Regions from separate parts of the Sus scrofa genome. Here region 2 is linked to region 1. Evidence: chromatin contacts called from public HiChIP or PLAC-seq data. All regions are on one chromosome and are shown on one strand. The core of a region is the stretch at or near the end of the contact, and the rest is flanking DNA. Distances in the headings are between cores, read along the strand shown.

Evidence for each region. HiChIP or PLAC-seq counts read pairs in DNA pulled down with a chosen protein or histone mark.
Region 2: a contact with region 1 is called in an H3K27ac HiChIP or PLAC-seq map of alveolar macrophages. The contact joins two enhancer-like sites. A contact is called at or near these places in 1 of 5 promoter capture datasets (liver) and 1 of 2 datasets of contacts at active chromatin or transcription factors (alveolar macrophages).

What each region holds. Positions count from the first base shown.
Region 1 is chr4:68,278,228-68,284,338 of Sscrofa11.1, forward strand. It overlaps ADHFE1 (hydroxyacid-oxoacid transhydrogenase, mitochondrial), which reads right to left. Exons shown (of 14, transcript XM_003125603.4): 2 at 1,114-1,151. Among named protein-coding and RNA genes, the nearest start is that of ADHFE1, 4.2 kb to the right of the region's middle. Within about 2 kb of position 1,839, at least 24 of the 83 cell types and tissues checked have an H3K27ac peak or open chromatin away from gene starts, as enhancers often do. A contact at or near this core is called in alveolar macrophages, where this site is marked.
Region 2 is chr4:68,654,849-68,660,423 of Sscrofa11.1, forward strand. No RefSeq gene overlaps it. Among named protein-coding and RNA genes, the nearest start is that of DNAJC5B, 17 kb to the left of the region's middle. Within about 2 kb of position 1,528, at least 13 of the 83 cell types and tissues checked have an H3K27ac peak or open chromatin away from gene starts, as enhancers often do. A contact at or near this core is called in alveolar macrophages, where this site is marked.

The DNA.
Region 1 (6,111 bases), core at 589-3,088:
GCAGAGGTCATAATTCAACTTTCTTTGATCCCTATAGGCTTTAAAGAAAATCTGTTACTCCTCTTACAAAAGTTTATGAAAAGATGTCAACTGGATCCTAGAAAACAATGAGATTATCTTTCTCTAAATTATTAATTTTATTGCCCCTGGATAGGAAGAAATACTGATTCTTTGTTGAAACCAATTAAGAATTGCAGCAGAGCAGCTGAAGAAGAAATTCTGCTTGTGTCCATGAGGGTCTACAAGGCAGAGCCTGCTTGATGGATGGCTGTTAATGACAGGGAGGTCCCTTGGCTGGTCCTGAAGGATGAGTCTCTCCTTGTATTTGAGGACAAGCCCTCAGCCAGTTACTCCATCTCTTGTATAGGCCAGCAGGCTTCACTGTGGGCTTCTGTTTAGGATCCTGTCTGTATAGGCCCCTCTTTTTCATCTCTTAGCACTGTTCAGACTTGACCTGTTCTTCTAAGAGGTGAAATCAGTTTTTGTGTCGGTATAATTCATGTGACATTCTGAGGACAGTTTGAAGCAGCAGTGAGCTTCCTGCTGCTCTGTGGACAATGGAGTTGGTGAGGATTGAGATGTTTATAGGAATTGAAAAAAGTTCTGTCATTTTTAATTATTAAGAAATAGAGTATTATTTTAAAAATTGATTTGTTTCCTCCTAGGGACCACATTGTTTTTTATTTTTTATTTATTTATTTTTTAGATGCTTTCTTTTTTGTGACGTATTAGGACCTTTCACAGACTTCATCTTGATTGTGTTCGATAAACAATCCTAAAGTCCTATTTGTGCCACCATTTTTAGCTTTTTCAAATAACTCTATTAAAAGTAGAAAGACATTATAAATAGCATTAAATATAGAAACAGCATTAAATAATTCTACTCGAAGTAGAAAGACAGTATAAACACTAAACATATATTCGAGCCAAACACATAACCAGTAGCATCCATTCAGCTGATGTAGTATATTAATTACCAATTTTAAGTGAAAGGGCAACCATTTTTCTCAGTCTTCCCCTCACAGGCCTTGATTTTCTTGCTTTACACTTTGCCCACAGGTATTGCCAACAGTGGAAACAGAAATTGTGGCTAAACACAAAATGTATTATTACCTTGGGAATAAGTATGAGAATGACTTGGACACTGGCATCTAGGGAAACAGAAAAAAAAAAGTGTAGAGTGAAACCAGAAAACCAAAAGATAAGCAGCGTAAATGTAACTTACATTGCATCCTAGTCCTAAAATGCTATCAAAGTAGTAGCTACTGGTGAACATCGAACGATAGAAAAAGGCAGAAATCACCACGCACAAAAGCTGACTGAGCGTTTTTTCAATTTTTTAGGGCCATTCCTTCACCAATTATTCAACACTAGTTAATGCCCGCGGGAGCAGAGATGAGCAGTGTTGGGGGTACCCTAAGTTGAAGATGGGATTTCAGCTCTTAACTAGGTTAAGGGCTTTGGCCAAATTGCCCCCTTGTTAACTACCCCCCCCCGCCGCCCCGAGCTTTTCTTGTGTTTACCCGTTAACTTCACAGATTTTAGTTTTCTTTCAAACAGGCTCTCGGCTGGGGCCTCCGGAAGCCCTCGTGGGCCTGCAGGTCTCCCTGGTCACCACCCCGGATCTCTGTCCCTTCTCCGCGCTGTCCCCTCCTCGGCCCCACCCTCCATGTCCCCCTGAATTGCTCTCACACCTGTCACCTTCTTACCAGATGCTCACCTCGGCTCATTTCTCACCGCCCCTCTACAGATTTTCCACGTCCTCCTCTTTGCTAGACCTTACCCCCCTTGCCTTCCGCATCCCTTCCGGTCCTGTCGCCTCCTATTTCTGGGACAGTCCCTTCTCCCACTTCTCCTGCCGCGCGCTATGGATTGAGCCTCCCTGAAGGGTTTATGTTTCTATCGACTGCCCAGGGGACCCTGTCCTAATAGGTCCGATGGGCACCTGCGTGCACCTGCCCCCTTCAAATCTGGAATGAAGACGTCGTAGAGGGACACGAGAGACGGAAAGTAAAGCGTTAAATTCAAGGATGGTTAAGATCTCAAAAATTGTGAATTAGGTGAAACCGGCGTGGGCCGGGTGAGCGCCAAGGCGAGGCGAGGCTGCCATCTGGTGGGCGCGGCCGGAAACGCCACATGTGAGGCTTCCCTGGAGCTGCCCAGCTTGAAAACTCAGGCAGGCGAGGCCCCGCTTGTCCCTTCCAAGGCATTACTTTTAAGGTCTTTCCCTACTTTGTGCCTCCCAGGACAAGAAAAGAGACTTAAAGGTAAGGAAAAACGCAAACTCCGAAGCTTACCAACGCGAAAGACCTTGGGAGCACAAGCTTCTTTCTGCTGCCCTCTTCTCTTTTTATTATATATTTTTCAAGCTTTCAGGCCACCTCAGTTCCTCATTTCTACCCCTTATTTGTGATTTGAAACCCATCCCCTCTACCCTTCTTGGGACCTCCCTCTGTCCTGTGTGTCCTAGTCTTCCCCTTCACTTTATTCTTGTCCTATTTAAGAGTTTCATGCTTAGAAAACTCTCAGCCCCTTGTCTCCTCTGGCTTGTTCACCCTCTGGTTCTCTCCTCCTTGCCTCCACTCACCAACTCCATTTCCTAGCCTCCCACACATTCCTCGGCTCCCTGAAATCCCCAGGGTTAGAACAAGGCTATCCTCTACCCACCTTCTGGCTCTGGCTTCCCTCCTGCTATGGTAGATTAACCGGCCGTGCTCTTAGCAAAGGCCAGCCTCTCCCCTGTGCACTAACTCTCGGCTCTGCTCAGCTACTCAAAAACATCGCTCTTAACAGTTCTGCCTTTTCTCTCCTGCATCATCAAAACTTCCCTCCCCTGAAATCTTATCCATCAGCTCGGAGAGTGTTGGTTTCCCCACATTGTATCAACAGGCAATCAACCAGCAACTTCCCCTTGTCCCTCTTCCCTCTCCCACCCGCCACCCCTACTTCTCTCCTTCCCTTCAGTGACTACACCTGCTCTCTCCACTGGCTCCTCTCCCACTCTCTGTCTGGAATCTCCTCCAGTAAGCCTTTGCCCTGTGGCTTTGCTGGCAGACTTCCCAGGTCACGAGTGCCCTCCCTTCAGCACTAATGCACCGCTTGGTTCTCAGTTCAGACCTGTCAGTCATTTGTGTCCTTTCCTTCTCTCCCTCCTCCCTGGAAAAACTTTCTGCCCTTGGTTTCCATGACATAACTCTCTGGTTTTCTTCTTACTGCGCTGGCTGCTGCTGTCCTAGTTTCTTTTCATGTTCTTGACTCTAAATGCTGGAAGGTTCCAGCATTCAGCCTTTGCCTTCTCTTTTCTTTCCACATTTACATCCCAAGTGACCCTCCCCGGTCCCATGGCCTTGAATATCTTCTATGCTGATGGCTCCCACTTTATCCTTTCTGTTTAGACCTCCCTCCTGAACCCCAGAATCAGCTGCCTCAACATCTTCATGTGAATGCCTATTAACATCTAACATTTTCCCTGCCTAAGACTCAGTTCCTGATCTTTCCTCAAAGCCTCCTCTGGTTCCAGCTGATGAGAACGTCATCCTTGCAGTTGCTTAGGCCAGAAAAGCTTGGGGTCATCCTTGGCTGCCCCCCACCCCCCAGCTCCCAGTATCTCTGGCCTCCTTTCTTTCCTGCCCGCTCTGGTCGTCACCTTGTTTGGAGACCACGCCGGACACGCTCCACCTCCAGACACCTCCCCAGGGGAGCCACGTGCTTTGCACCCTCCTTTCACTGGTCTTTATTCAGCAAATGTGGCGTAGCTGAGCCCTTGGAAGACATTCTGAGCCTAATCCCTGGAACCTGTCACATTATATGGCAAAGGGGACTCTGCAGATGTGATTCAGAATCTTGAGATGGAGAGATTATCCGGCTTCTCTGAGTGGGCCCTAAACGTAACCATGTGATGTTCCTTAACAGAGAGCTGCAGAGGGAGAGATTTGACAGAGGAAGGCATTGTGGCCATGGAAGCAAGGTGGTGGCTCTCAAGATGGGGAAGGGGCCACCACCAAGGAATGCGAGCAGTGCGGCTCCAGAAGCTGTGAACAGAAAGGTACTGAACTCTGCCCTAGAGCCTCTGAGGGCAAGGTGGCTCTGCTCACACCTTGACTGTGGCTCAGGAAAACTGATTTTGGACTTCTGAGCTCCAGAACTGTAAGATAACAAATAAGCGTTGTTTTAAGCCACCAGGTTTGTGGGAATTTGTTATAGCGGCAACAGGAGGCTAGCAAGTGAGGTCTTCTCTGACTGGCTTCTCTGAAATCGCATGTCCTTCTCCACCCCCACCCCCACCCCAGCCCCCGGTTTGCTTTTTCTTTCTCTTTAATACCCATCACTATCTAATAGGCTCTAACTTTTAATTACTAGTTTACTGTCTGCCCCGCCTGCCTCTAGGATGTCAGGCGGCTTAGTTCCCTGCTGTATGGGGTGAGAGCATTGCAAAACTGGCCTGCTCCCACCTCTTTGGCCACATCTCCTTTCTTTTAAAGCTGCTTCCCTTCCCTCCAAAGTGCAAATCATTTGCAAATCCAAGTGCTTAAAGAGACCAGCAGGTAACCTAAGTAAGGCCAGAGCGCCTGGCTGTCCACTCAGCTGTGTCGGTGGACTGGGCAGTGGGCTGCCCTGTGGTGTCGGGGACATGGCTCTCCAGAAGCTGGAGTGCTGGCCCTGCCCAAAAGTGGTGGCCCTGCTTCCCCTCAGTCCTGCAGACCTTCCCCAGCCTAAACATAGGCCCAGTGAGGCCATTTCCCAATTTTCCAAGGTTTTTACCTGAAATCTCCCACTTTTTCTAAATGCATACCCTATTTATTTATTTTTTTAAACAACATATGCAGAACAAAGAACCACGCAGTACTGCTCCCCAGGACTTCATCCTCAGCCCTTTTCTTCCAGGTCTACAGTTTGCCAAGGCCTTTGCTTCTAAACTTGTGCTTTCAGCTGCCCTCTATGCACTGGTAAGTTTCCCACTCACTCCTGGAGCTCCAGAACAGGGTATTCAGTTACCTGCTGGGGGCCTTCACCTGGGTGTACCTGAGGCATGTCCAACTCAAAACAGTCATCACCTTCCCCCTAAAGCTTACAGTCTCTGTCTTGGTAAATGCCCCACTGTTTACCCAATGCCCCTGCCAGAAACCTCAACTTCTGTCTCACTAATCAGATACAAAATCCTGCTAACCAACAGCTTAATATTTCTTACGTCCACCACTTGTAGCAGCTGCCTCTCCTTGCTGCCTTTAGCTGGAGCCCTACAATTACCTTTCGTCTTTCCACTGCCACCAGAAAGCCCCAACTTAATTCTAATCACGCCGCACTCCTTTGCATGCAACTATCCCCAAAACGTGTTCTACGTGACACTGATTCTAAGGTATGTGAGTGGTGTTGCTTGATAAAAGTTCTGTGATGATGCAGATTTAGAACACAGAGTCTACATACAGCAAAACTGCCCCGCTCCCCTGCGCAGGAGTTCTCAGAGCTCTTCATGTGCTAACGTTTATCCTGACTCTCCATGGGGTAATGCAGCAGTTGGTTTCCCAAACTTATTTGGCCGTGGGATTCTTTTCCCATGGGGCATTTCAAAGTATGTGTTTCACAGTGAGAACTATTGCTTCAACAGCTTTCCATTGTCTATAGGACACAAAATTCCTTAGTACAGGACTGAGAAGATGAACGGTGAAGCCAGATTACCTGGGTCCAAATTATGTGTGCCATTTACTTAGTGTATGACACTGGGCAAATTATTTTTCTCCATGATATTACTTCATCTATACTATGAGGATAATAACACAGCATGGCATAGGGTTCTTGTAAGGATTAGTTATTATTAATAGTACATGTAAAGTGCCTAGCACCTGGTAAGTGCCCAGTAAACATTAGCTGTTTTCTTTTCTCTTCCTCCCTCCCCTCTTTCCCTTCCTTTCTGTGCTGGCAGCATTTGGAATTTCCTGGGCCAGGGACTGAATCCAAGCCACCCACAGCTGTGGCAATACCAGATCCTTTACCCTACTGCACCACATAGGATCAAACCCTGCAGTCAGACTTTTTTTTTTTTCTTTTTAGGGAGGGTTGCACCCTCGGCATATAGAAATTCCCAGGCTAGGGGTCAGATTGGACCTGGAGCTG
Region 2 (5,575 bases), core at 278-2,777, 380 kb after region 1:
ACATTTTCAGAGACTAGTTTTTATGTTAGCTTTTACTGCAATAATGCTGTGCAATAATGTTGTTTTACTACAACCCCCAGATCTCCGTGACTTACAAAACAAAGGTATGTGGCTCATGGATCTTAGGTTGCCTGCAGTGGCTCTGCTCCAACCTGCAGGTAGTTCAGGTCTGCTTCTCCGCCCCTACTTCAGGACCCGGCAGCAGGAGAGGGCTCTTTTTATGGCAAAAAGCTAAGCCAAACCATACAATCACAATTTAAGCCTCTGCTCACATTTTATTGATCAGTGTGAGTCATACAGTCAGACCTAATGTCAATGGAGGGAGGAGAGGAGAGAGCAAATAGTTACCTGGCAATGACGCAGTCTACCTCACCAGACAAAAGTCTGACCTCCAGTCTTCACCATTTGGACAGTCCCTAAAATGGAAAGGAGCAGGAAGTGAAGGGATAAAAATATGGCTAGCAAAAAATAAATAAATAAATAAAATTACCATATACTCAAAATTCTGAAAAATTTTCCTCCCCCTTAAATAGCCCCTTTCCCTAAAAGACCAGCCAGAGCTGGGCTGTGTCAGTATTAATTTTTGAGAGGCATATGTAGACTCTTCAGCTCCACATGCTCCTCGGCTCTCCCCAAGGGCTGCTGTCTTGCTCTTCACCAGTTGTGTCCAGCTCCAAATAATGCAGAGAGTTTTCTTCCTAGCCCTCTACCTCTGTTGCATAGTCCTCTTTTACCACTCTCTCCTAAGTGGGATGATCCGTTTGCCTTTTTAAGGAATTTGCAATGTGCTAATAGATGTCCGCATTTTTTCCTGGCCTTGGGCAGAGAGAACTGAAGGCAGAGCACTCAGACATGGTCCTGGCCATCCCGTCCCATCCCATCCCCCAACACCAAAGCCAAGGATCCTTGCACCACAGATGTACCTTGATGTACCCTGGCACCTGCTCCTCCTGGGGTATGGACAACAGGCCTGACCACATTATAATCCCTGCATTTTTCTCAGTGTCCCCCTCTCCTCACCTCCACTGACTCCAGTTCTTTTGGGCCATCATCACCTCTAGCCCAGCTTCCTTCAACAACCTTTGGACCCAGCTCTATCTCCAAACCACTTCATTCAGAGTAATCCAGAGTAGTCTTTCTCAGGTGAAAATCTCATCTTGTGGCTCTTTCAACTTAAATCTTTCAATGTTTTTTAATTTTGTTCCTAGTAAATAAAAGATGGCTTTCCACGTGTGCCCCTCACCCACCCTCAACTTCTTCCAAAATATTCGTCTTTGGTAAAGGGTCAGGTTTCTCCCACCCACCCAGACTCCCATACATGCAGGCTCCTGGATATAATGAAATGGCCCTGGCCATTCTGCTGGATGGGCCTCCTGGGCCCCCGGGGTAGGCCTGAAAGCCTAGGGGCCCCATATGCTTATGCTCACCCCAGCCTAGCCTCCACCTCCGACCTCCCCAAAGGGGGAAATGACCACTGACAGAAATGTAATCACACTGCTGGACACATGGTGTCAGCTCCACAAATTGTGAAACTTTAGTCTGTGCCCATCTGCTTCTTTCTCTGTGGTATCAGGAAGTGAGTAAAGAAAGAGCTGCTGAGAAGTCAGTGCATAAGGGGAAAAAATTATCAGTTTAGGAAATTTGAGAAAATCTTCTTTAGTGTTCCAGAAACTAGAAAAAACAGTTCCTGCCTGAGGTAGGAGGAGATGACCTCCCGAGGTGCCTTCTCAAGGTTGTCTGGCTGCATTGTGGGCAGGCAGACAATGCCCTTTGGTGATCCTTCCATTTCCTGTGTTGAACTTGAAGAAGTGAAGCATTGTCACTGAGTTGGTGGTGCTGTCAGGAATCATCCTTAAAAGTCCTACTTACTAACAGACCCTCTTCCCTGGACAAAATTACTGTTCTCTTTGGAAATTATTTTAACAAGCCTTTGTTCTCAAGTAATAAACACATCAGACTAACTCAAGCAAAGCAGTGTGGTTATTGTCAGGATTCTAGGGTCCCTTATGAAACTCAGGGTCAAGAAGGTGGGTCTTGTGAGTAACTGAAATGAGGAATTGGCTACTCTGGTGAAAACTGAAGCCAAATCCGAGTGGTATGTGTTGGTATTGATGTTTCTCCAGTAGCCCAGGAGACCAAATGCTGAATTTGTCAAATACCAGCTGTATCCACCTTCTCTTTCTCCATGAAACTCATCTTTCCACCACTTTCTGTGCAGAAAACCAGCATGTTCTCTACATGTGGCAGTCACTGGTGGAACCAAACAAGGGTGTATGATCCAAAGGTAGTTTATCCATTGCTGGCCAGACCCATGAGGTGGGTCAGTGCAAAGGTCTCACCCCAATCGTATCAGTGGTCGTTAGCCAAACCAATTAATTTAGGTTTCTTTGGATTGAGAACTATGGAGAGACTGACCAGTGAGTATAAAGGTCAATGGAACCAATTTACAGAGGGACACAGACGCCTTAGCTAAGAGACTGTGTTGGCTCAGATTGCTGGAGAAAGTCATTGGCCCTAATTCTAGTTTATAGGCGCCTCTGTTAGTTTGCTGGAGTTGCTATAACAAAGTACCACAGACTAAGTGGCTGAAACAACAGACATTCATTGTCTAACAATTCTGGAGGCTGGAAGTCTGATATCAAAGTGCTGGCAGGTTGGTTTCACCTTGGCTCATAGGTAGCTCTCTTCTCCCTGTGCCTTCAGGGTTCTCCTTCTGTTGTGTCTGTGTTCTGATCTCCTTTTCTTAAAAGGATACCAGTCAGATTAGATTAGGGCCCCTGTAATGACTTCATTTTAACCTGATTACCTCTTTAAGACCCTGTCTCCAAACACATTCGGAGGTACTGGGGTTAGGACTTCAACATGTACGTTTGAGGGGCCCAGATGTTGTCACTTCCCTTTTTTTAAGTGTTAAGTGTAAGTCTATGTAATCAAAAGAACCTAACAAATTGTATTACGACTCTCTGTTGTAAGCAACAGAGAGCCCAATTCAAACAGCCTTTAGGAAAAAGGAAATTTTTTGGCTCAAGTGACTGAAAAGTCAGACATGTCACTGTCTTTAAGTATGTCTAAATCCAGAACTCAAATAATTTCATTTGATTTATTAGAGTACTAGCAGGAAATAGATGGCTGCCTCAAATTTAGTTTTAAAAGAGCACTGCTTACAAAGATGAGGGCAGGGTTTAGGAAAATTAAAAGAGATATTGAAGTATCAGAGCAAGTTACAAGTAAGAGTAGGACATGGTTACCATCTCTAGGCCTGAGGGGGAAAACAGGTGTGGTTACTGGAACCTGAAGACAGCAAGTTGTAAGACAGGTCCCCTGACAGAAGCCCGTAGCCTTTGGTAGAGATACAGCCAACCTGAGGAGACTCCACAGAAAGGGAGTGGGAAAGAAGTAATCAGTGTCTCTGACCTCCTGACCAGCACTCCCACCCAGCAGCCAAAGCGGGAGGGAGGTCAACAGAGCCTGTTTAATCAGCTGACAGGAGAGGAGGAGAGAGATCTCGAGGTAAGTGGAAAATACCCAACAGCACATGGTCTCCCTCCCATCTTCTGTGTGGGTGTCCTTCTAGGCAGAGTCTCAGCTCATCACCCTTACAGCTTGCAATCTGTGGGAAGAAAGCTTCTCTTGCCCAAGTTTCTTCAACAGAAACCCAGAATTCAGTCTCATTAGCCTGGCTTATATCTCTGAACCCATCTCTGTTTCAATCTATATTTATGCCCATCTGTAAATCACCCATTGTGACCAAAAGACCACTGAGCCAGTCATGATCACCTGAATATCCTTGGGGCTAATAGGGTGGAATAAATCCTATGGAAATATGCAGTGTGGAATAAAGAGATGAATTCCCCAAAGGAAGATTCAGGTGTTACTAATAAAAGAAGGAGCACTACATAGAGGCTGGAGAGGCAAAAGCAGTGTGTACCCATGTTACCCAGACTGCTCATAGTCCAGCCCTTGGTAAAAATTTAATGGCTGATTGCATTGACTGGATGCGTATACTTTGAGAACTATTCATTGCACATAGCTGGAATTCAATAAACATTTGCAAAAATCTGTTGGAATATAAATGTTAATAACCCCGGACAGAATTGTTTTGTAATTGATTAGGATATATTTCTGAATCCAAAGGACATTTTTTTCCATTTCCCATCTTTATAGTGATCTTTATGAATATTGACTTGTGATTATTAACATCTTGTTTGTAGAAACCTATATTTACACCCCAAACACTGTCCCTTTCAGAATTCTGAATTATTTTGTAAACTATGTTTATTTGCTTTCATTAGACCACAGTCTTGAGAATTTCTGGCTTGTTTACACACATCACCAAGTATTTTTTTAGACTCATTTAGTAAAAGATCATCATGAAAGAGGCAATAAACTAAAGTAAGATTAGTGAACAATTTAAATTTAACTGTTAATAAGGCTTCTTTGTTTCTGCCCGTAAAAGATGACTATCAAGTTGCTAAGAGCTGTTTATTAAACTGATAAAATTGAATATTGTCTTTAAAAAGTCAAGCTGCCTTTATCTGATCTCAAAGGTGAGCTTGTAAAATTAATTCTTCTGGTGTTTGCTTATCATTCAAGCATAACTTTTCTTCTGTCCACACCCACTGGTCTTTTTGTTCAGCTCCAGCAAGTTTTTGGCAGTAGTTCTGTCAATGGCGCTTTGGATAAGAAGCCCTGCCAGTAGGCTTTAAGCAGCATTTTGCAGGGAGTGGGAACAGGGGTTCGGACTGGGCTGACATTGAAAATCAAAGAATTTCTAAAGTATAAGAATCACTATTTTTAAGGTTTTGATGCCATTGGAAGTTTCAGATAGGAAAACTTTGCCTTTATGTCTCCCATATTCTGGAGAGTGGTGGTTTTACTAATTTAGCCCATAAATATTTGTGCAGTGGATAAGAAAAGTATGGACCCCCACCTTAGTGGAACCTAATTTTCTGCGGGGGGATCCCCATACATGGATAACAGGGGTTGCCGTGGTGACTGTGGGTGTCCATGTGTAAACGCATGCAAAGTAGAACATCCTTCCTTACCTACACAGGACATGCTGGGGAGAATAGGAGAGAAAGCCTGAAGTTATGAAGCAGCCACTTTCCCATAATCTGTGCCAACAAAGGCAAGCAGCAATATAAAGAGCTCCCCAAACCTCATACATTCAGTTTTGGAATACATGATACACGGCAAGAACGGAAGATTTAACTTCTCACTCATCTCTTACGTGGACATTTCATCTCTCTAAGCCCTTTTATTAAGCCTTTTGTGGTCATTCCAGTTCAGAGTGATCTTACTGTCCCATTCTCTCAACTCCTGTGGTGCTTAGACTTTATTATATATGCCCTCATGGTAGTATGTGATTTTTAGATGTCTTCCTATGCTCCTTGAGGGCAGGGACCAGATTTAATGCTTTTTTTTTTACACCCCGTATGGCCTGTCTTCTAGGGTAGAGCAGGACCTGTATAATCACCAACTAAAAAACAGAAATGCCTTGCTCAGGTTAATATTAAACTTAGTTTGCATTCTCAGGCCATAAACCACCCAGTAATTAGAGGGTCATTTGTATAGA